Linked DNA regions of Sus scrofa: region 1 is linked to region 2. The links are chromatin contacts, called in public Hi-C maps. All regions are on one chromosome and are shown on one strand. The core of a region is the stretch at or near the end of the contact, and the rest is flanking DNA. Distances in the headings are between cores, read along the strand shown. Region 1 holds the start of RRAGA (ras-related GTP-binding protein A). Region 2 has its middle 36 kb from the start of DENND4C.

The links. Hi-C and Micro-C count contacts between places; a contact is called where the count stands out from the background.
Region 1: a Hi-C map of mesenteric adipose tissue shows a contact between it and region 2, with 2.5 times the contacts expected there. The contact joins the promoter of RRAGA here to the enhancer-like site in region 2. A contact is called at or near these places in 1 of 5 promoter capture datasets (liver), 12 of 47 Hi-C or Micro-C datasets (embryonic fibroblasts, epiblast stem cells, heart right ventricle and 5 more) and 2 of 2 datasets of contacts at active chromatin or transcription factors (alveolar macrophages and skeletal muscle).

The regions. Positions count from the first base shown.
Region 1 is chr1:203,773,158-203,776,166 of Sscrofa11.1, forward strand. RRAGA (ras-related GTP-binding protein A) reads right to left here and starts at 1,423. Exons shown (of 1, transcript XM_005660087.3): 1 at 1-1,423. The coding sequence starts at 976. The coding sequence ends at 35.
Region 2 is chr1:203,636,269-203,639,321 of Sscrofa11.1, forward strand. No RefSeq gene overlaps it. Among named protein-coding and RNA genes, the nearest start is that of DENND4C, 36 kb to the left of the region's middle. Within about 2 kb of position 1,418, at least 44 of the 83 cell types and tissues checked have an H3K27ac peak or open chromatin away from gene starts, as enhancers often do. A contact at or near this core is called in alveolar macrophages, embryonic fibroblasts, mesenteric adipose tissue and 2 more, where this site is marked.

The DNA of each region.
Region 1 (3,009 bases), core at 173-2,672, 140 kb after region 2:
TTCAGCATTTTCAGAAAGCGTATTTTGGCAGTATTCAACGCATAAGGAGGCTGTGCTTGGGGCCGTCCACTCTCTCCAGCTTCTCAAAGTGTTTCCTGGCATTGCGAATGTTGATCAGTGTAGCTGCAGAAGGGATCGAGGGATCAGACATAACCACCATCACGTAGGTGTTTGATGTGAAGATGTCGATGAAAGCAGCGAAGTTAGAATTCCTAACCTCCATGCTCTGGAAGGAAGCGGCCAATTTACTGCAGCTCAGCTTGAACTGCTTAATAATATTGCTGATCTTCTCGAACCGATGGACATCGCGCTGCTCTTTGCACTGGTAATGGGAAATGACCAAGAAGGTTGCTCTCTCGAACAGCAGAACTTCATCGGCCTCAATAATTTGGGCAAAATTCCTGAGGTTCATCTCCAGCTGCTGAACATTGGGAATCAGCTGATAGACGATGCTAGACCAGGCTTTGTAGAGCGTTTCATCCCAGATGGATGTTCGGAAACAGGCGCACTCGAGAGGGCGAGACAAACGCCTCAGGTCTTCCTCTCGCTCTTTAAAAATCAGGTCACGCTGATCTTCCTGAACCAGATCCATTTTGTGCACCAGGCAGAAGATTTTAGCATCAGGAGAGTTCTGGAGGATGGCCTCCAGACAGGACTGGTAATAATGCATGTCCTTTTCCAGTTCGCGGCTCTCCACGTCGAACACGTAAATCAGGACCTCGACATTACGGAAAATGTTGTCTCGCTGGCTGGTGAAATAATTTTCCATGAAGGTGTCCTGACCGCCACAGTCCCACAGGTTCAGCACCAGGTTGCCCAGAAATCGTACGTGGGAGTGCTCCACATCAATGGTGGCACCGAGGCGCCGGGTGTCGCGAGCGATATAATTTGCAAAGATAATCGACCTCATGCTGGTCTTCCCCGACCCGCTCTTCCCCATCAACAGCACCTTTTTCTTCATGGCTGTATTTGGCATCACCCGCCGGAGCTGCCGCGGACTGGGCCTCAGGGCGCGGCCTAACTGCAGCGCGGAGGGAGGGAAGGGGCCGGAGTCGCGGGGGCTCGCTGACTGGGCCCGCCGCTGTGCAGTCGGGGAAGCCGAAGGTGCGAGCTCGGGGCTGGAAAGGCCGCCACGAGTGAGTTCTTGCTCAGAGGAGAGCGCCGGTGGGGGGCGGACAGCTGCAGCAGCTCCGGAAAAACGCTGGCCTTCCGGAGAGAGTCTCTGCGTCTCCGCTGCCACCCACTTCCGGGGGCGATCTCGCGAGAACCCGCGCTCTCGGCCGTCGCTGCCCAACGAGCTTCGATAAACTGCTCTTTTACTGACACTCTGCAGGGCCCATCCGAAAGAGAAAATGGGGGGAGAACCCAGGACTCTGGCGTTCTGTTCTCCTAATAAACTGAGGTTACGATTGCAAGGTGTACGTATGTGGGCGGTTGGACCAATGCTGCCATCTCGTGGCTGAAACCCCCAACACACCGCTACCTTCCTTAAGACCGCGCTGTGGTTTGAGGTGGTTTTAGGCGCGGGCCGCAGACGGGTGAAGCAAAGGAAGATTTAATTTGTCAGCCCAGTTAGACCTCCCCAGATTCCCTGGTTTACTGAATGGGGCAGGACTTATGAAAACTATAGAGATGTGCAAAAGTAAGTGATTGCTCAGTGCTACACAGCTGAATGGTCGTAAATCCCTACTGGGAGATATCCTGACTCCCAGCTAGTGCTTTTTCCATTTGGAAGCAAGTTCCTTTCTTACACCTGCTTTCCCGGTAATCTCAGACTTTGGAATTTAGATCAGAATTTCAGCTCGAGGAAACTATAATATGGAACCCGTACATTACTTAATTTTCACAATAACCCTGTGAATAAATAATCCTATTTTCAAATAAGTCAGTCGAAGCTTATAGGGGTTAATACAGGTCTATTAAATGCTGAAATGCAGTTTATTTTTTAAAATACAAATTGTATATATTGAAGGTGAACAACATAATTTGATACACACAATAAAATGATTAAGGTCAAGCTAGCATATCTTGTATAGTTACGTTTTTTGTCCGTGTATATGGTGAAAGCACCTGAAATCTATTCCCTTAGTAAACCTCCAGTATTCAGTAGTTTTGACTATAGTCATCGTGCTGTAGGTTTGATCTCTAAACTTATCCTACATAACTGCAACTTTGTACCCTTTGACCAATGCCTTCCCATTACCTCTGCTTCTTCCTAGGAACAACCATCCTTCTCTCTGCTACTATGAATTTTGACTTTTTAAGATTCTACATGTAAATGATATAATGTAAGGTTTTTTCTTTTTATGTCTGACTTATTTCACTCAGTCTGATGACTTCCGGTTTTATCCTTTTTGTTGCCAGTAGTAGGATCTCCTTTCTGAAGTGAATAATATTTTGTTCTTTTTTTTTTTTGTCTCTCTAGGACAGCACCCCTGGACATAGAGAAGTTCTCAGGCCAGGGGTGGAATCTCTAGCCGCCGGCCTGCACCACAACCACAGCAACTCCAGATCCAAGCCACATCTGCGACCTACACCACAGCTCACAGCAACACCAGGTCCTTAACCCACTGAGTGAGGCCAGGGATCATACCTGAATCCCCATGGATATTAGTCGGGTTTGTTACTGCTGAGACATGATGGAACGCCCACCATTTCTTTTTTTAAGTTAAAGTTTTGATTTTATGTTTATCTTTTATTATAAAAACTCATTATAGAGTTTTATTTTTTTCCACTATAGCTGGTTTACAGTGTTCTGTCAATTTTCTCCTGCATAGCAAGGTGACCCAGTCACACATACATGTATACATTCTTTTTTCTTACATTACCATGCTCCATTACAAGTGACCAGACACAGTTCCCAGTGCTATACAGCGGGATCCCATTGCTTATCCATTCCAAAGGCAGTAGTTTGCATCTATTAAACCCAAATTCCCAGTCCATCCCACTCCCTCCCCCTCCCTCTTGGCAACCAGAAGTTTGTTCTTCTTGTCCATGGTTTTCTTTTCT
Region 2 (3,053 bases), core at 168-2,667:
GCCGTAGCCACCGGCCTATGCAAGAGCCACAGCAATTCAGGATCTGAGCCACGTCTGCAACTTACACCACAGCTCATGGCAACGCAGGATCCTTAACCCACTGAGCAAGGCCAGGGATTAAACCCGCGACCTCATGGTTCCTAGTCGAATTCATTAACCACTGCGCCATGACGGGAACTCCAAGAATCTTTTTTTTGCTTTTTAGAGCTGCACCCATGGTATCGAGTTTCCCAGGCTAGGAGTCTCATCGAAGGCTACAGCTGCCAGCCTACACCTGAGCCATAGCAATGCCAGATCCGAGCCGCATCTGCAACTTACACCACAGCACACAGCAACGCCAGATCTTTAACCCACTGAGCGAGGCCAGGGGTCAAACCTGCAACCTCCTGGTTCCTAGTCGGATTTGTTTCCGCTATGCCACGATGGGAACTCTTGGAAAAGAATCTTTAATAGAATATATATATATATATATATATATATATGTGTATGTGTGTATATATAACTGAATCACTTTGCTATACACCTGAAACTAACACAATATTGTAAATCAATCATACCTCAATTGAAAAAGAAGAAAGTTAACTCTGAAAGATATGCAGCTTTCTTCTGAGTAATTTCAATTCTCACATAGAAGGCACCTATTTCAGACTCTAATTCAGCACAACAGATCTGAGTGTAAATGAAATAACATGCCTCTGAATTTTCGTGGAGATTTTACTGAACCCTAAATTTCATACTAGTCATTCTTACATATGTATTTTTTTCATATAATAGAGAGTACTATATACAATCAAAAGGAAATCTTTTGCCTAGCCATAACCCCTGTGTCTCCATTCCCCTAACTGCAAATGACCAGGTTCTTACTTATCATTTCAGAGATATTTAATGCATTTTTCTGATATAAGAAAGCAAAACTTCAATACACATTTTATTTGATCCTCACAAAAATTCTATTAGGTAAATAGAAGAGGATTCCTTCCTGATCACAGAATTGAAAATGGAGGCTGAGGTGTTCCTGCTGTGGTACAAGGGAACGCAGGTTCGTTCTACAGCCTGGTACAATTGGTTAAGGATCAAACATTGGCTGCAGCTGCAGCAACTGTACTTGGCTCTGATCCCTGGTCCAGGAACTCCATACGCCATTGGGCTGCCAGGAAAGAAAGAAAGAGAGGAAGGAAGGAAGGAAGAAAGAAAGGAAGGAAGTGGGGGCTAAGAGAAGTGAATCAATTATTATAACTCTGTTCTACTGATAGGTTGATCACATAGTGAGGTCTTTATAGAGCACCTCTTGCATCTAGGCATTGGGCTGAGGAGTAGAGGCAAGACTCCAAGTTCAAATGCTTTACATCTTGGTGATATTTCTATTACTTGGAGTGGTTCCTGAATGCTTCCATTTAAGAGAGTGAATGTCTGTGGGAGTTCCCATTTGGTGCAGTGGGTTAAGGATCCAGCATTGTCACATATCTGTGGCTTAGGTGGCATGGTGCCACCAAAAGAAAAAAAAAAAAAAAGACTGAATATTTTAAAATTTGTAGAGGTCTTCATACAATGTAAGCATATTTACTAGAGAAATCTTAATTCACAAGTATAATACCCAATGTTATTCTGCAAAAGCTGAGGCCAAAGGAAAGAGAAAAGTAAAGGCTGACTTTTCTAACTATAGTACTTGCCTGACTAGGCAGCAAGATTTTAAAGATTTCTTAGGAAACCTCAACTGTTACAAGGAAGTGTTGCTTTTGGTTTAATGTTTATCCTGCTAGTGCACTCCACCCTTAAATGATCTTAGTGACTAATAGGACTGGCACCAGTTCTCCCTTACCAGATGTGAATTCCACTTATCGTCTTGTTTTTTGTGCCTTTTGCTGATTTGTAGTCACAGGCAAAATTAAAGAACTTCTTAAACAAGAATAGGCAATGATGTCTTTGCTCTTTGATTTTGAAATTGGCCTTGCACGATGGCCTCACCTAAAAGTCCTGTGGTTAGTTGTTCTTACGTTCCCTGACAGTGAGAGGGCCCTCCCTGGCCACCCGCAGTGACTCAGAAGGCAGCTGCAGAGAACAGGAAGACCAGAGATTCATGTGACAAGCCGTCAGCCTTTACCAGGGCAGACAAAGCAGGTGGACGTCTCTCCTCCTCCTTCCCTCCTCAGCTTTATGTTGCATTTCTGTTTTTTTTTTTTTTTTTTTCTTCCTCAAACTGCTCTGAATTTTCTCCTTGACCTAGTTTCATCTGTGGAAAAATGCTGTCCGGAAGGGCCTGCTGAGATTTTGTCTGGGCCTGCATCCCTGAAGAAGGCCAACAATCTGTTTGCACACCAAGAATGGAAAAAATGTTTCCATGCTCCAGAAGTTACTGAACACACTCTTTCCAAAATGAATCGATTCCTTCTATCAGGGATAGTTTTCAGTAATTGGGAAAACAAAGCTCTCAATATTCAGTAACCAGCCTCTAGATTTCAAAAGAGACCACACATCCTTACAGTTTCTTGCAGTTTTTCTTGGCCAAGTTTAAGTCATTGTTTGGACCAACATTAGAATCATAAAGCTTAGGGAATTGTTATCTTTAGAGAGGGATCCAGTAATCCGTGATTTTTTTTTTTTCTTTTTTCTTTTTAAGGCCATACTTGTGGCATATGGAAGATCCCAGGCTAGGCGTGAAATTGGAGATATAACTGTCAGCCTATGCCACAGCCACAGAGACACCAGATTCGAGCAGAGTCTGTGACCTACACTGCAGCTCCTGGCAATGCTAGATCCTAATCCACTGAGCGAGGCCAGGGATTGAACCCTCATCCTCATGTATACTAGTCAGGTTTGTTACAGCTGAGTCACAATGGGAACTCCCTAATCTGTGATTTTTAACTAGCGCTATTGATCTCAGAGAGACAGCATTGAGTGATGGCTTGAAGTGAGATCTTGATTCCCTGCTCAGGAATTGAACCTGGGCAGCCTGGGTGAAAACCAGGAATCCTAGCCAGTAGAACAGCCAGAGGCTGAAAGAAGAATTGCCTTAATTCTTGCCCCCTGTTGAAAGCAAGAATGTTTCAAGGAGG